Regions from separate parts of the Mus musculus genome. Here region 1 is linked to region 2. The links are chromatin contacts, called in public promoter capture Hi-C maps. All regions are on one chromosome and are shown on one strand. Each heading gives the region's core, a stretch centred on a gene start, on an enhancer-like site or on the middle of the called end of the contact. The rest is flanking DNA. Distances are from core to core; before and after follow the strand shown. Region 1 has its middle 11 kb from the start of Gm42308. Region 2 overlaps Ttc39b (tetratricopeptide repeat domain 39B).

What was found. Promoter capture Hi-C pulls out the DNA fragments that hold promoters and counts their contacts.
Region 1: a promoter capture Hi-C map of embryonic stem cells shows a contact between it and region 2, with 3 times the contacts expected there. The contact joins two enhancer-like sites. A contact is called at or near these places in 6 of 39 promoter capture datasets (the C10 cell line, cranial neural crest, embryonic stem cells and 3 more), 5 of 115 datasets of contacts at active chromatin or transcription factors (all in embryonic stem cells) and 1 of 9 other capture datasets (adipose tissue).

What each region holds. Positions count from the first base shown.
Region 1 is chr4:83,498,429-83,502,651 of GRCm38.p6, reverse strand. No RefSeq gene overlaps it. Among named protein-coding and RNA genes, the nearest start is that of Gm42308, 11 kb to the left of the region's middle. Within about 2 kb of position 2,056, at least 69 of the 459 cell types and tissues checked have an H3K27ac peak or open chromatin away from gene starts, as enhancers often do. A contact at or near this core is called in embryonic stem cells, where this site is marked.
Region 2 is chr4:83,242,188-83,245,990 of GRCm38.p6, reverse strand. It overlaps Ttc39b (tetratricopeptide repeat domain 39B), which reads left to right. Exons shown (of 20, transcript NM_027238.2): 11 at 853-961; 12 at 1,876-1,943; 13 at 2,028-2,087; 14 at 3,691-3,803. Among named protein-coding and RNA genes, the nearest start is that of Gm42307, 40 kb to the left of the region's middle. Within about 2 kb of position 1,985, at least 8 of the 459 cell types and tissues checked have an H3K27ac peak or open chromatin away from gene starts, as enhancers often do. A contact at or near this core is called in embryonic stem cells, where this site is marked.

The DNA.
Region 1 (4,223 bases), core at 807-3,306, 260 kb before region 2:
CAAGTGATCATGGACTGGAATCTCTGAAATCAAGAGCCAAAATAAACCTTTCCTCCTTATAAGTTGATCGCCTCAGTCCTTTAGTCAGAGTAACTGAAAGCTGTCTGCCCTGGTGGGAATGGTAAGGTACTTACAATGAGCAAGTATCCTGTACTTCACTTGGACTGGTCAATGTCAACCAAATAGGCTATCAGGAATTACGTGTGTGAAGCATAATTCTAGTGTAGGATAGAGAGGAAGGAACACGTTCTACCTGCCTCCTTTGGTACAGCAGCAGAGTCAGGCTCACCATCTAAACAAAGAGACTTACAGCTCAAGGACAGGCTGAAATGGATACTAACAGAGAAGTGGCATGCAGGAAGGTAGTATGAAAGCAAACAATGGAGACAAAGGGAAAGGACAGAGAAGAGAAGGCAGAATTCCAAAGTAAAGTCCTAACACATCAGTGATGACTTCAATCATTTAAATACACAGACTAAAGGACAGAGGGGAGTATTGTGCATAAAAAGGCAAGACCCGAGTACAGTGAGTTTCTAGGAAACACCTCAAATATGTAAACAGGTTAGTTTAATAAGAGGATGGTCAAGATATATATATATATATATATATATATATATATATATATATATATATATACATATATATGTATGTATATACATAAATATATGTGTATATATGTGCATATATACCTATACATAAATATATGTGTATAAATATGCATATATATAATTAAAAATAAACAACTGGAAAAGTCATACCATGCAAGTGTTTATCAGAAATAAGCATGAAGGCCAGGCATGATAGCATATGACTTTAATCTCCGCACTCAGTAGGTGGAGGCAGCTGAGTAGGTGAGGATCTCTGAGCTTGAGGCCAGCCTAGTCTACAGAGGTAATTCCAGGACAGTCAGGGCTATACAGAGAAATACTACCTCTCAAAACAACAACAACAAGAGCAACAAACAAAACAAGACAAAACAAAAAGAGCAAGCAGAAAGCTGGGTTCAGTGGCCAAAGTCTATTATCCCAGCTGCTCAGAGGATCGAGGCAAATCACAGGCTTGTCTGGTATATAAGAGCAGGTTCAAGACTAGCCTGGGGAATTTCCTGAGACTGTCTCAAAGTAAAAAAGTGTAGAGGAAAGGGCTGAAAATGCAGCTCAGTGGTAGAATGCTTGACTAGTACATACAGGGCACTAGACTTACTGCCAAGCACCACACACAAACACGTACAGTAAGCCGGAGTAGCCAAGGTACTAGATAAGGCAGGTCTCAAGGGGAAAAACACCAGCCATGAAAACAAAACAACAACAAGCATACACACACACACACACACACACACACACACACACACACACGGTGGGATGGGGTTGTGGGGTACGGTAGCATATTGCAAGGCCCAGCAAATCCCAGCAGTTTCCAGACCGGTGTTATCTACACAGCCAATTCTAGAAGAGCCAGGGCTAGAGAGTGAACTGTCTCAAAAACAAAACAACTCTCCACCCCACCTCCTATGAATCTGATACTATCAACTAAAAAGCCTAATTGTTGAATATTTCATTTAATTAAACCATTCCTTTAAAAAATCCCGAATCTAAGCGTGTGGTGCTTCTTATTTGCAACGCTTTCCATAATAAGATTTTAAAATGTATTTTTTTAAAAAAATTAAAATGTAAAGGATGCTCATGCGCACAAGGCGGAGAGGAGGAGTCGCAAATCGCAGCGCCCTCTGCCTGATGCTCCCTTGCGCACCCCTCCCACCCCACCCCCACCCCCATCCTTCCCACCTCTCCCACCCCCCACCTCCGCCCAGTGCTGCTATGCTCCCTCAGTGAGGACCTCCAACCTCTTTTGTGAAGATGCAGCTGAGGAGACTCCCAGCTGCACAAGAACCCCAAGGGAGGAGCAGAGCCTGAGAACAACGATCATATTATTTTGAAGGTAGTGGGGCCGGATGGTTCTGTGGTGCAATTTAAGATCCAAGAAGCTTGAACCACTTAGTAAAGCAATGAAAGCCCATTGTGAACGACAAGGTTAGTGAACTCCGCAGCTCAGATTCCTGTTTGATGGACAGCCAATCAATGGAACAGACACGCCCACTCAGTTGAAGCGGAGGATGAAGATACAAGTGAAGTGTTCCTGCAGCGGATAGGGGCTCTTTCCTGAACCTGGAGACTGCTACTTTACTATAGAAATTCGTTGCTGATCAAGAGTCCTTCTCAGGAGTCGGGCGTGGTGGCGCACACCTTTGATCCCAGCACTCCGGAGGCAGAGCCAGGTGGATTTCTGAGTTCGAGGCCAGCTTGGTCTACAGAGTGAGTTCCAGGACAGCCAGGGCTACACAGAGAAACCCTGTCTCGAAAAAAAACCAAAAAAAAAAAAAAAAAATTGCCAATGTTATATTTTAGCTGACATCAGATAGAGATGGTATGAGGGGGGGAAGGAGTCTTGGTTCTGGGAAAACATTCTTTTGTCATAAACTGAAATCAAAGAGGTGCCTGGAGACATGGCTCAGGAGTTAGGAAGTGGTACTGCTCTTGCAGAGGATTCAAGATGGGTTCGCAGCCCCCATGTCAGGCAGCTCACAGTGTCATATAACTCTAGCTCCAAGCTCTGGCCTTAGCAGACACCTACCTTCATATGAACACAGACACACATGCATAAAAACAAACAGTTAAAAGTAAGATAAGGAACGGCCAGTTGAGTGTAAGCACAGCTCCATGGAAAAGCAATAGGATATATTATTGAATTTGAATTGTCTATACTTTTTTTGTTGCTTTGTTTGGTTTGTTTGAGGCAGGGCGTTTGTGTGTAGCCCTGGCTGTCCTAGAACACGTGCGGTAGACCAGGCTGGCCTCAAATCCAGAGATCTGCCCGGCCTTTGCCTCCAGAGTGTTAAGACTAAAAGCTTACGCCACCACCCACCCACTATGAACTGTCTATACAGTTCAGGATCCTTCTGTCTCAATCTCCTCCGTGCTGGGATTGGGGATGGAGGCCACACCATATCTGGCTCCGGATATTCATTATTAAAGTTTGTGGAACTGGGAATGTAGCTGGGTTGGTAGAGTTTATACAGAGAAGGCAAATGAAGGCCCGGGTTCCATTTCTACCACAGCATGAAAAGGGCTGTGTTGTTTTATTTATGTTTTCCCGGCACTTGGAAAGTAGAGGCAAGAAGAAAGATGTTTAAGGTCATCCCTGGTGACATAGGAAGTGTGAACCAGTCACCCTTGTCACAAAAAAACGAGAAGTTTGTAAAACCTAGGCTTACAGTATTAATTGGACTTTTAGACTTTTACTTGTGATTTTTTATTTTATTTTATTTTATTTTTTGAGACAGGGTTTCTCTGTACAGCCCTGGCTGTCCTGGAACTCACTTTGTAGACCAGGCTGGCCTCGAACTTAGAAATCCACCTGCCTCTGCCTCCTGAGTGCTGGGATTAAAGTCGTGTGTCACCACGCCCGACTACTTGTGATTTTTATCTCTTTATCAGCACGTATGGCCTACCAGAACAGCAGACTATGGTCCAGTACTGTCTCTTCCACCTCTCAAATTATATAAAAGTAGAAGAGGCCCTCACAAGAGCAGAGTAGACACAATACTGACAAGAAATCTAGCTATTAGAGTGTTTCCTCATTCCTTTTAAGCAAATTATTCTTCTCAGTGATTCTATTTTCTGTGTTATGGGCACTTTGCACATGCATGCCTGGGACCTGCAGAGGTTGGAAGATGGCATTGGAGCCCTTGGACCTGGAGCTACAGACAGCTGTGGGCTGCCATGTGGGAACTGGGAACTGGACTTGGGCTGCCTCCAGCCCCTCACCGTCCTCTTTATTCACTGCTTTGGATGCTCAGTTAGCAAACTTTGACTCTAACAAATATCTGGGAAGTTCCCAAGATTACTGTTTCCAAGTATGTCCGTTCAAATCCAGGATAAAAATGTGATTCTGTCAAATGGAATGTATTCTAAAATCATAATAAATTTCAAACTTTTATAACATTTTCTAGCTAACCTTTAGATTACTCTTATCTTGCAACATGTTAAAACATGTCTAATATGTGATAAAAAAATTTAAATATATACTAACTGCTAGGCTGAAACACACACACATTTTCCCCTTTAATTAAACATATGGACAAGATGAAATTTACGTTTTTAGAATTTTTGTTTAAAGTTTATGTATCTATGTGTCTGCCACATGTATGCAGGTGCCTGTGAGGC
Region 2 (3,803 bases), core at 736-3,235:
GTCTCTGTAGGCATAGAATCCTGTGTTCTTGACCATCACAGTACATTGAGCTTGAAACTCAGTATGGTCTTCTGTGGTGATAGGGATGAAACCCAGGCCTGGTTTTACCCGTGCTTGGGTAAGTGCTCTACCATTGAGACAAGCCCCTAGCAGCTCAGAATGTAAATCGGAAATTTTATCAGAGAAAAATACAGCATTACTTGGGAATGAGCCGTTTATTCCTCTCCGTAGAATCACATAATCAACATGGATCAGTTTGATAACAGTTGCTATGATGAAACACTGTGAACGAAAACCATGGAGGGGAGGAAAGGGTTGATTTCGTCTTGTACTTCCAGGTTTCAGTCCATTGTGAGGTCAGGGACTAAAGGCAGGGGCCTGGAGGAAGGAGCTGTGAGGGAAGTCTGTCTGCTGACTTGCCATCCTGCTTGCTTATGTATAGGCTCATGTTTAGCTATCTTTCTTGTACAGCCCCGCACCACCTGCCTAGGGATTGGTGCTACTCACAGTGGGCGGTCTTCTTGCATCAAGCATGATCCTCCAAAGGCATGGACAGGCCAGTCTGAGCTAGGCAATTCCTCAGTGTGAGCTTTCCTCTCAGATGACTCTGGGCTGTATTAAGTGGACAACTGGAGCTGATTGGGACAGTTATGAAAGGATCTATCAGATAGTCTTATGCCAGTTTAAACTGTGACGATTGTTTCTATTTAAATACTGCCATTATTCTAAGCTGGTGAAAAATGAAACCCCAAGTTTATGGAGTGCAGGACGGATGAATGATGTGAGAATTTCCAAATGTAGTTTTTTGTCAGTCAGATTTTTCTCTCTCTGTAATGCAATTACTATCTGCAGGACCTAGGCCTTCTGCAGCTCCGGGAAGGCGCATCAGGAAGCAGCATGCGGTCCCCGCTCTGTTGCCTTACCATCCTGGCCTTCCATACCTACATCTCCCTCATTCTCGGTAAGAGTTGGGTCGTCGCTGTCTGCTTACTTTGAATTTTTGAGTTGGATGAAAGATGGTGAGATTTATCATAGAGATCTTTGGCAGAGACAGTTGACGGATTGTTTTCACTGAGCAGTTTAGAAGTCATTTATATGCATGTATGTTATTTATTTTGTGCCTATGAGCATTTTGTCTGCATGTGTATCAGTGTACCACGTGCATGCCTTGTGTCCACAGAGGCCAGAAGAGGCATTAGATCTCCTGGTACTGGAGTTACGGATGGTTGTGAGGTGCCATGTGGGTGCTAAGAATTAAACTTCTCTTTAAGAGCAGCCAACGCTCTCATTATTGAGCCGTGTGATGTCTCATGACATTTTAAAATCTGTTCTTAGATAAGATTTATGTATTAGGTGGCTGTATTTTTTTTTTACCACATTAGTGTTAGTATTTCCATTTTTTTTTTAATTTTGTAGAAAATTAAATTTAGAGGTAGTGTTGTCTTGAAAAGTTCAAATGTCAATGAGACGGCAGCCTCCATTCTTTTTTTTTTTTTTTTTTTTTTTGGTTTTCCGAGACAGGGTTTTTCTGTGTAGCCCTGGCTGTCCTGGAACTCACTCTGTAGACCAGGCTGGCCTCGAACTCAGAAATCCGCCTGCCTCTGCCTCCCGAGTGCTGTGATTAAAGGCGTGCGCCACCACGCCCGGCGTCCGCCTCCGTTCTTGAGACTTGTCTGAGACAGCCAACTCCATTCTTAAATTGTCTGCCCTGGAGCTCTTTGATCCACACCCTTCTCAGATGAAAACACAAAACAATCATTTCTATTCTGTCCACGGGTGTGTGCTGTGTGTGTATCAGTGAGAGCTGGGAATTGGTTGTAAATGTGCACTATTGGTTGTTTCGTGAGCACTGAGCACTGTCTGTTCAATTTCTAGGTACAGGAGAAGTGAATGTTGTGGAAGCAGAGAGTCTCCTCGCTCCGTTCCTTCAACAGTTCCCAAATGTACGCTTACTGTTCCATTGTCTGCCTCAGCCGTGACTCACAGCCGCCATGTCTGTTGAAGAGTGTTCTTTCCTCTCTCCACAGGGCTCCCTCATACTCTTCTATCATGCCCGAATCGAGCTGCTCAAAGGGAACACTGAAAAGGTAGCTGTGTCAGCAAGGGTTATTTAAGGGCAGTGTCTGAGTGGGGGTTGCGTCACACGGACACACAGTATAAGTAAATTTGGTTGTGTGCACTAGCAGAGATAAAAGGAATGTGATTCTGAGAAGCTAAGCTTTTACTTTGTGCACGTATGTTTTCACACTTAGTAACTTGCCTCAAAATATGTTTACACATATGTGAAGTAGTTCTTGGTGGAGTATATAAAATATTTTTTAAAAGAATGTGTAAAACAATACATTTTATTATGGGCATCTAAGAGGCTTCAGAGAACGTTGATCATTATCTATTCTTGCATTGATTTTGGAACCTATCTTTTACATATGATGCAACTATACTGGTTCCTCATCAAAGGAACTAGGCGATTAATTCTCTTAAAGCCAAACAGAAGTGTGTGTGTGTGTATGTCTATGATGTCCTTCCATAAAAATAAGATCAACCTTTTTTTTCTATTTATATTAAACCGCAGACCTACCTTCCAGATCATACATTTAAGTCTCCCTTTGTTCATTTTGAGGGCTGGGCTTCCTTTTTCCGAGATGGCTATTTTATACTTATTAAAGTAATCTGCTGTTGGTGACTGGCCACTAAACATTTCTGTGCACAAAAATACGGATATAGAATCCTGGGTCAGATGATGCTTGCATCTTTGGCATCCAGGCAAATTGCCTTTCTCGAGAATCTTTCGATGTAAATGTCTGTACAGAAATAGTGAACAGGCTGGAGAGATGCCACAGTGCTTACGAGCCCTTGCTGTTCTTGCAGAGGACCCAGGTGGGTTCCCAGCAGCTGTGTCATGCAGCTCACACCAGCCTCTGCTCGGCTTCCAAGGGATCTAACACCCTCTCCTGGCCTCTGTAGGCACCAGGCATGCATGTGGTACACATATACAATGCAGGCACTCACTTGCATATACACATAAAAAAAGAAGCTTTAAACATGTGATTCTATATTTATATATCTATATTTATATCTAGTGTTCTTTGTCAACTTGGGACATATCTGTCCTTTAATTTTTTGCCCATGGGATAAGTGTAAAAAAAGAATTTAAATTTTTACTTAATTCTATTATTACTATCATTATTTGTTGTGCTGGTCAAATCTAGGGCTGGGCAAGTGCTTTGCCACTAAGCTACATTCCTATGCAAACTTTCAAATTTGTGAATTTGTTACATGTTTATTAATTATTCTTTCCCCCCCCTGACTTGCCTGGTTACATCTTTACCAATTTTTCTTAGCTAACCTTTTGCTGATTATGTAGGCAATAGCCTTCTCTTTGCCTTTCCAAAGATCCTTATGCTATTATACTCTATGTTTTATGAAAGAACTTTGGCATTTCTATCTTACTTGGCAAGTGGCTTTCTTATTCCTGAGTTATAAAGTACAAGGTCCCCTCACTAAGTGAAATAAAGCAACAGAATCCAACCGTATTGTCACACGTTAAGGAAGAGAACGTAATGGTATATTGAGTGGCTTAATGAGTGGTGATTTTGTTCTTTTTGTACAAAGTGTTTTATGTATTTCCCATTGGGTTATTATCTCCTTGTCTGATATCTGGGTAATCAGCTTTACGCAATTGACTTATAGGCTCAAGAAACATTTCGAAAGTGCATTTCAGTTCAAGAAGAGTGGAAACAGTTTCACCATCTCTGTTACTGGGAATTAATGTGGATTCATATATACCAACAAAATTGGATGCA